2 separate regions of the Zea mays genome follow, and region 2 is linked to region 1. Evidence: chromatin contacts called from public Hi-C data. All regions are on one chromosome and are shown on one strand. Each heading gives the region's core, a stretch centred on a gene start, on an enhancer-like site or on the middle of the called end of the contact. The rest is flanking DNA. Distances are from core to core; before and after follow the strand shown.

Evidence for each region. Hi-C and Micro-C count contacts between places; a contact is called where the count stands out from the background.
Region 2: a Hi-C map of ear shows a contact between it and region 1, with 3 times the contacts expected there. The contact joins the promoter of mbd105 here to the promoter of LOC118476683 in region 1. A contact is called at or near these places in 3 of 25 Hi-C or Micro-C datasets (bundle sheath, ear and tassel).

The regions. Positions count from the first base shown.
Region 1 is chr3:111,425,749-111,430,617 of Zm-B73-REFERENCE-NAM-5.0, forward strand. It overlaps LOC118476683, which reads right to left and starts at 2,676. Exons shown (of 2, transcript NM_001399071.1): 1 at 2,461-2,676; 2 at 1,445-2,391. The coding sequence starts at 2,551. The coding sequence ends at 2,213. LOC103652044 reads right to left here. Exons shown (of 8, transcript XM_035966576.1): 5 at 4,629-4,780; 6 at 4,116-4,515; 7 at 3,543-4,024; 8 at 3,126-3,384. The coding sequence ends at 3,953.
Region 2 is chr3:111,780,216-111,785,084 of Zm-B73-REFERENCE-NAM-5.0, forward strand. mbd105 (methyl binding domain 105) reads left to right here and starts at 2,947. Exons shown (of 3, transcript NM_001111704.2): 1 at 2,947-3,141. The coding sequence starts at 3,067.

The sequences.
Region 1 (4,869 bases), core at 1,426-3,925:
TCCTTTATCTATACTATTATATAATCTACCAGTTTATACTTTGCAAAACCTACCCAACCAAATTACTCCCACACCCATAACTTCCACTAAATCCACCAAAAATTGCACTTAGACTTAACACACCATAAACCCAATGGTTTGGATCGCTGAATAACTTACTCTCTTTTACTCACTTAAATCCAATAAATAATATTATTTCGATCGTCCCTCGTCTTTCTCCCTTTTTTCTCACACACGAACCACCGCCCCCTGCATCCTCCTCCCCCCGCTCTCCCCACCACCACAACCCACTCCCCCCTCACCTGCGCCGCTGCCGTGAACCCTTTTCCTCACGCCGCCTCCAATGTCGACCTCTTTCCTTGTTTCCTTGGAATCGTAGCGTTAGTATGGACTATGGTCCTATTTGTCAAACTTATTTTCAGCTTCTTCACAGATTTAGATATAAACTGTGTTAAACAGGTAGCTTATGCAGCAGTTTATCAGTTTAGCTGCTTCTCAGAATAAACTAAAAACAGCTAATAAGCATAAGCTGATTTTTACCAACTTCTCATACAAGCTATTTTTCCAACAAGCAGCATTGTGCCAAACCGGACCTATATATGCTAGTATTAGCAAGGATAAGGATGTATACAACCAGGCTGTAGCTGTCTCATGAGCTGAGAGGTTCTTCTTTCGTGGGCTTCGCTTGGACTTATCCAGGCCCATTGTGGTTCTTCGAAAGCACAGCGGGCATCCAAGAAACCAGCCCAGCCGCACGGGCACCGCTGCCGATTCCCTGTGGGATTTCCCTCCCCATCGCTATCTACCATGCATGCATTTGCCGATTTCCATTCCCCATCGTATTCGTACTAGTAGCTGACGCGCGCCCTGCGCGCGTGCGGCGTCGTGGTTAAAAACATTTATAAGTGATTTTTATAAGTAATTATATGTGGTATGATTTTAGTGTTCCTTTGCATAAAGGAAGGTATTTCTATACAGGTAGATGTTCTGGCATATAATGCTTAATTTGTCTTTACTGACCTAGTGATCTATCATACAAAAGCAAGCTAGATTTGCCTGCTATAAAAAATGTATTAGTAAAAAGGTTGACATGTAGTGCTTGAGACATAGAACTAAATGTATTCATCGCCTCTGTGTACTATTTCTTAGAAGCTTGCTACAAATTCATTGTCTTCCACTGACCTTCGTATCATGAGTATTAGATGGCACATATTGCTGTGTTTTTAGGACAATGAAAAATTGAAAGTATGACATATGTTGTGCACCTCTATGTTGGCATTATTCTTTCATGAGGTTGTATGAACTATTGTCCTTAGTGTTGTTTAGCTCGAATGTTTTGAAACCAGATTTGCCAAAATCGAAGTAATGGTCCACATGGTGTCGTTGTTATTATTCCTGAAGTTGTGATGAATATTGAACAATGCTTCAGCAAGTTTCATCTAAACATATGCCTCCATATAAATTGTACCGATACAAAATCAAATATCAAGTTTCATCTAAATATATGCCTCCATATAAATTGTACTGATACTAAATCAAATATCAACGTGCAAGTTTTATAAGTGACAACAGAATTTGGAAAGTGACAACGTTAGAACTTAGAATGGACTGAAAAGTATGCTGATAAAAAGAAGAAAGTGTATTATCAAGTGTGTATGAGCTATTCCTTCTGTCAATTTTTGGACGTAACTTCACAAAAAAACATTAAGAAATAAAGAAAGAAGAAAACTGAAGAAACCATAAGACTCAGATGCATGTAAGAATAAGACATAAAGCATCGTATCACCTATTTGCTCGATGATATGACCAATACACGTTTTTATGCTGGGTGGATGTAGGTCAGGATGCCTTTTGCAAGCCAAGAAGCAGCAAATGCTCCTCTTTCCGACAGACCTATTTGGTCAACTGGGTAATGTCACATGATGATAAAAAAATAAAATTGTTAGTTTAATATGGTGATGGAACGTGATGCTATTATATAGGATTTATCTTGTTTGATATATTGACCTAAACCACAATGCTGAAGAGTTCATTAATTATTTTTTATGATTAAATATTACTATAGGAAGATGCTACTATCTGTAGATGACAGGCCCGAATGCGTAGAGAAGCAAAGAATGTTTTGTAAAAATATCGTTAGTAGATTAGGACAGAAGAGTCCACACGGTCTAGATACGAACGCTAGGAGCGAGGCGGAGCTCAACCGCTTGGCCTAGGGGGTAGGGGCATGGGGGAGCACCTCGGCACGGTGGAGCCAGCCGCTCGGCGCCGATGTCTGTCGGGACGTGGCGCCAGGGAGGAGCTCGGCGGTGCTCGTTGGCGGCGCGGGAGCGGAACAGGCGGAGCGCTCGGCATCAACATTCTTGGCGGGGTAGGATGGAGTTGAACATCCTGAGCGGCGACGGTCAGTCAAGGGAGGACGAAGACTGACAGGGCGATACCGCAACAGGGCAGGCTGACCTGCGGAGGTGTTCTTCGGCGTCTCCTCTGGCTTCTCCAGTGGCCGGACCTCGTCCACCAGAGTGGTCAGCATATGCTGAGCTCTCAGCATCTCCTCTGGCTTATCCGGCGCCGTGATCTGCTTCGCGGCCGGTGCTGGCTCCTTTGCAGGCTTCTCCGGCGTCCTGATCTCGTCTACCAGAGCGGTGGCCTCTCTCAGCTTGTGTTGTGGGGCTGCAGGACTCGTCAGCTTGACTGGGACCTCAGATTGTTTTTTACTCGTTCGTTCGCATTCGTCTAGAAGAGTCGGGTGGTCCACCGATGCCAAATCGTGACCGTCGATCGTGTGGAGGAAACAACCGATTTTAGTCTAGAAGCATCGTGTCGCATGGAGCTGAAAAGTATCGACCGGAAGGATCGAGACGTAGAGAACGAAGGAGCGTAGTGATGAATGAAATTACATGGACACAAGATTGTATCGTGGTCGTTGATTGGAAATCTAAGGCCTGGAAATATTTGGGCTGACGTGGATAGCCTTATAGGCACCGTTTCCGTCCAGCTTTAATAATAAAGAAACTAGTGTTTACCGCGCGCCCATGCGCGTGTGACCACATATGGGTTAAGTGTTTGGTGTGAGCAACCAGGTACATAAAATAAATTTAAACATGATATGACTATATAATACGTAGGCAAGGAACTAAAATATAAATAGATAACGTTGTTCATCCTTAATAGTTGATACCAGTTGTAGAGTGCATTTAGAGTACAATACATACTAAGTAGTATTCAACCACCATACATCAACACTTAGCAATAGTGTGCTTGCAGGTGTTAAGTCAATATGTACAGATCCATAAATAGTCTACCAGTAGGTTCATATGTACAGGGAAGCATTCATGGTCCAAAAGTGATGGTTGCTCTTGATAGGTGCGCAAAAGCAAATACCTGTGTAGGAAGGAGGGAAAAAATATTAGAGTTGTTGGAAGTTTTTTTCCGAATAGTTTGCTAATGTTGCTGTGTAAAAGGGTGAGTGGAATACATTATGTTGACTGTGTATAAGTATATTTGTGGTGTATGAATAAGGTTTGCACATGGTGTTATACCTCCATGAACTTGATGATGATCTAGGAGCTTTTCTTTTTTGGGTCTGTAAGATCTGGTGCGCCTTTGTTAGTGTGGCTATGTTTTATCCTGTATAATATTATGAATGTTGTATTAGCGTGGAAAATAAGATGTATCATTTAAAAGAAGGTCGTCGTTGGTACTGCTATTATGTTCAACTATCTTTGTAATACATACCTTTTCGGTGGTGACGATAACTCTTGGTTGTTGACTTCACTTATGTGCTGGTCATCACCATGTGATTAAGTGCATAAAATATATGAATGTAGTTTGCTATGACAAAGTGGAAGTTCATTTTGTCTTAGTTTATTTATTCTGTGGGTATTGTTTGTATCAATTTATATCTGGTATTAAAATGCAATAGATATGTACCTTTGTGAGTGCATGGAAATTAAGTATTTAGCAGTACTAAAGGTACCTCTGTGTCATGCGGCATATCTGAATATATTAGAACGCGTCGTGCCTGTTGAATAGACTTCATTAAGTTGTATGCATGAAGGAATGATATGTTTATAATAGGCTGTACATGGCAAGAAAAATAAGAAGTTTCGTACCTCGTTTTTTTCGTTGCTACAGGTAGATAGTTTTGCCATTGATGTTGCTGGAGAGTCTTGTGTGGTCGGAAGGCTAGGTATTTCATCTTGTGTATGCAACTCTTGTTGAGGATGGCTAGGCATGTTAGATGGTATGAAGGATTGTCTTCCATGATTTGTTAAAATAGACAGAATAGAGAAGACTCTATTTGTGACTGAGTAGGCTGACATATTGATGGCAACTGCAAGGGTAAATTTCAGACACACAATAGCGGCTAGGGCTGCTGGGGGACCCTGAGAAGTTGTAACTGCTGTAACAAGGTTGTCACAAGGTTTTCCTACTATTTTTCTGGCTATGCTATCAAAACAAAAGAACTCTGCTTCACATGTCCCATCAGTAGCAATGAAGCTGAGCTTGTATCTGTCAATGGAAAATATGAGTATTTCGAAGCAGCAATTAAGTTTGTAGTAAAGATAAGATTTTATCAAGATGAAATAAATGGTAGTAAATCAAGTGTGTGTGCTAAGATTTACCTAAAGTTAATATCTGTGCAGCCACATGATGTGCAGTGATATCCAGTTGAAGTTTGAGATGAAGATTTGTGGCACCTGGAGCAAGATGGGTACCACCATTTGCTGTTTTGCACAATGCGTGAGATAGTAACAGTGCATCTGTAGCCTTCTGGCTGCAGTATAAAAGAGAAAAAAGATGTACCAAGTCAGACAAACATATCGTAGATGTGTTAGATAAGTGAAATATAGGAAGATTTAGTAA
Region 2 (4,869 bases), core at 1,697-4,196, 350 kb after region 1:
GATGTTAGGGGCGGCAACATGGGGGAGGAAGATGGAGGGTCGAGGACACCGCGACATTCTCGGGGAGGAGGGGGCGGCGGGCGCGCTAGAGACAGACGGGGGCGGAGGTCACGGAGGCAGGGACATGGTGCACAAATGTGGACACCTATAATCCACACTTATAGAATAGTAGAGATATAGTAAAGTTCGCGACACTGATTTATATACACCGAGTGATCATGCACGTAAAATTTGATCCTGAAATACATATGAGTTGTATCTGAATTTGTCCACCATCAATTCACTTTTAATTGTTTTTCGGGAGAGGATAGATAATGGGAACTCGTATGGGCCGCTCCTTTCTTCCGCTACCGGTTGGCCCAGATACAGCCAGAAAGATATGTGCCCAGCCCAACTAACAACGTTTAAAGTGAAAAGGCGGTCATCGGGTCATTTTCTCGAATATCTCACGCACGCCTTTCCGTGTCCTATATACTATCCGTTCCAAATAAAAATACATCATAAGTATCATCCGGAAGAAGTTTAATCTTTTTTTAAAGTTTGAATGGTTTTAATATATATATCTACAACTTTTCTATTGAGTCGAGATATATTCCGTCATTTAATGCAATAATACTCACCAGAGATAATAGTTGTTTTATGTATATATTTTTATCAAAGCATAAAAGAAATCAACTAATAAAAAAAACAGGAGTTCATTTTTTTAACCGAAGAGGGGACTGCTTAAAAAGAAACTAGCTATATACCCGTGCGTTGCAATGGGGGACACTTGTATACACATAAGTCATTGTTTAGTGATGCTATATATCAAGAATCAACTCAACAATCATAACAAATTTGGTTCAATGTAACTATTAATCGAAATAGGCAAACCCTAAGTTGAATACATGATATGATGATATACCATGACCTCCATAGAACAATTTTGCATTGTAGGGTCAAAATTATAAAAGGAGATCCTAAGGCTATCGAAAGGAGATGGTGAGTTATGACTATCAAAATTATTTTAGCTCACAAATATGGCCCTCTTATCTTTTATGTTGTGGGGAAATGTGTTTTGGCATGATTTCTACATTATTTATATAAAGACAAATAATATTACAATATTCAACCTATCTAAAGATGGATCCTCTAAAAACAAGGTTTCCTTACATAGACCATGAGGCAACCATGTAATTTGTATTGGAGAGCAGCTGACAATATTTAGAGAAATAAATACATAATGTGTTGGGTATAGCTAGTTAAATGGTTAGGATGACATTTCACTATTAAAACCAACAACCAGTGCCATGAATTTACCTGTGAGGTTCCCCAACTATATAGTTTCGTGGACTGGCGACATGCTCGGTTGGGCGAACCATCGTGCTAACATTGATGCCGGAGGAATTCACAAGAGCTTAGCTGACAGAAGAGATAAAGTACAATCCCAGTCAAGCACGCGAGTCAACTCATCAGAGAATATTTTGCTGCCAGTGAGGCCATCTTGAGGAGCGACTGGCAAACTGAGGCTACTGGCACCTCCGGTACGACGCTGCTAGTAAAACTTATTTCACCCTCCTATAGGAACGGGAAGAGACAACATTCTTTCGTATAAGCAGACATAGAGCCAACATTCTTTCGCATAAAGTTCTGAACCGATGGCTATGAACTATTCTAAAAATTGAGTTGCTAATTTGCATATAGATATATAATTCATTATGATGCGAAAACAATTTGCAAGTATGTGTGATATGTTGTTTTACTAAACGACTTGACCAATCTATATTTTCGGTACAAAACAACTAAAAATTAGTTAGCGTAGTTATAATTGATATTAAACACAAAGAAAATCATACAGAGCATCGAGGTAGCAAACTCACGTAAAAAGTAACATGGTTGGCCGGAACACGATCCGGTTTTAATTTTTCCCTATTTTTTATAACAGTCTATATTATACTTGAGTATAAAATTTAAAACAAAAAATATGTGTGTCATGTTCACTAAATAGATGCGAGTTTAAAGCAAATAACCATGGTTCAAATGTCATTCACATTTACATACTTGCACGGCTGCGCACATGCAAGCTTTGCATCGAGCGGAGACGTTTGCATACATGGTTGCATGCGCTAGTTTAGTTGCATACTTGCATGTGTGATGCGTGTGCGGGTTTAGTGCATGCGTGTAGAGGACTGCATGCGTGCAGAGGATGGAGCGGGGTACGCCTGTGGTCTACATTAACCTCTTAATAGACAGTAGAGATGAGTTTATATGATTGAAACGAGAGAGACGTGAGCGCTCGCGGTGACACGACACGGCCCACGAGGCGCGCGTGCGTTGCGCTGCGAGGCGTCCACGTCAGACGTCACCCCGCGTTCCGCCCTGCGGCCCGCAGCCCGTCACGTGCGCCGGATGCACGGCGGCCGCGCCCGCACCGATCCGTTCTATTCGGGTTATCCGCGCCGAGGTTGCCACGTGGCTGGCGCACAGCCCCCGAGGGGGCGAGAGAGAGGCTCCCTCCCGGCTGGCCGGCTTCGCCGCTCCGGTTTCCCGCTCCCGCGGACTCCACCAGTGCGAAGTTCAATCCAGTTTGCTGTCCAGCCTCTCAGTCCCGGCATCCGGCCCTCACGTTGCCTCCCCGCGCAAGGTCCACGCGGACCGTCCCGCAGCTGCTCGGGCCCCGCGCTGCCTAACGGTGCACGAACCACGCCCACGCGGCACGCGGCTGAGCCCCACGCCGTCGGCAGCGCATGGCGGTTCCCCCACGTCCGTCCCGACGCCGTGCCAACGGCCCCTCCCTCCGCGCTCTCTGCCACCCCGGTCCCACTTTTGCTTAGAACGCGCTGACCCACGCGTCAGCGTCCGGCGGCGAATGTGTCCAAGGGGTGGGGTACATTTATTTTTATCACACATTATATATATACATTATATAATAATGGAAATTAAATCCCCACGCGGCCGTCGTTTGCCCCCTCCCTCCCCACCTGCACCACCACCAACACCAACCAACAGGTGGCGAGAGCGAGAGCGAGAGCAAAGAGCTGAGCGGGACGGAGCAGCTAGCGCTAGGGATAACGCACACCCACCACCATGGCGACGCCCGGAGAGCAGCCGGCGGAGGTCGTGTCCGTCGAGATGCCCGCACCCGACGGGTGGACCAAGAAGGTAGGGGGTCACGACGACCTGCTGCCCGACCGCCTGACTGCCTGTCTCTCTGCTCGCTCGCTCGCTCGAGTTGCCTCGTCCGCGTCCAATTCGGGGGTCAATAAGCTTCCGGGGAGCGGAATTCCGGTTCCCGGCCGCTAATTCGCGCCGAGTTCTAGGGTTCCCGCGGTGCCGGTCTGGCGTTCGAGAGCCTCCCAGTTCCGGATTTGGGGCTCTAGGGTTTGCGACGCTGCCCCCGGCCTACCACCGCCATCCAGCTGGGATTCGTGGCCCCGTGAGGTTCTGGACCTCGATTTCAGCTCGGAGTAGGTGCGTCCAGAGCTCGGCCACGAGGCCCACGACTGCTTGAGCTCTCTGCTCCGTGTTGGGTGTAGGTCCGTAGGTGAGCTACGGACCCCATGCCCGGTCTGTACTGTGAAGATTCGTAACTGGGGCGCTCGATTAGGATTAGGGACTGTCGGGGGGCTAGCTGAACCGGGGGAAGATTCCTAAATCTGGCCGTGATATGTCGCTGTTTACTTTCTTTGTTTGCTCGCTGCACTACGTTTGCTGCTAGTGTCTTGCTACTTGTAGGCTGGGGCTCTTGCAATTAGGGGTGGTAGGGTTTGGCCCATCGGTTTCCAAATTTCATATTGGTCATTTGATGATTGGTTAGGAGTTACAGCTCTTTCGTTTGGACTGAAATGCTGCAGTTCCTTTTTCGTACAGAAGGTATTACTTCAGATTTAGGCGGTTGATTCTGCTTGAGTAGTTGTGTGCTTTGTAGTGAGGCTGGAATGGGGAATCCCCTTCAGCTTGGAGCTGATTCTGTCTGAGTAGTTGTGTGCTTGTAATGAGGCTGGAATGGGGAATCCCCTGCGGCTTAGAGCTATAGCAAACGCTGCCAATAGGAGCTTTAGCCTACCCATTTCGAGTTGGACCTTGTTTTCTTTATGATAGGTTATATGATCCAGTGTTTTCTTCTGTTTCGGCTTGAAATGCTTCATCCATTACTTTAGATTAATGGTTGATGTTACTTGAGTAGCAGTATGTTCGTAGTGAAAGCTGGAATGGGGAATCTCCTGCAGCTTGGAACTTTGGCAATCAGCCAGTCACTTCTACTAGAGCTTTAGCCCCTGATTTCTAATTGGATCTTCGATTGTTCGTTATTAGATGGTGGGTTAACTTTTTTTCGTCCTGACTTCCAATGCTTCAGCAATTACTTCGGATTCAGGTGGTTAGCATTGCTTTACTAGTAGTATATGTGTAGAGAATCTGGAATGGAGAATGTTCTGCAGCTTTAAGCTGTTGATTTGCTGTAATTGGGGTTTGTCCTACACAATTCCAGTTTGATGTTGATTATTAGATGATCTGTGCTTAGTGAATCTGGTCATATCATGGTCTGTGAGTTTAATTTTACTGTGGTTAGTTCCAGTATTGCTAGACCAAGTGCTTGTTGAGCTATTTCATGCAAGAAATGAAAGCTTGATGCAACAGAACACGGTGCTGCCACATTAATATGAGCTCCATCTGATCAGATGTACATGTAATATCACATGAATGCCCACTTGAAAATCTTAAATACTCAAGCTTTGAGTTTAGGCTGTTAATTTTTCATTATCGGATGTATTTTTATGGTTGTCTTAGTATCCTTTTTCAACAGGATGACAGAAAAGTGCCAAACAAACTTATTAGCCTAGGAGATACCTGTTCTGCATAGTTTAACATTATTAGTTTTTATTCCTAGCT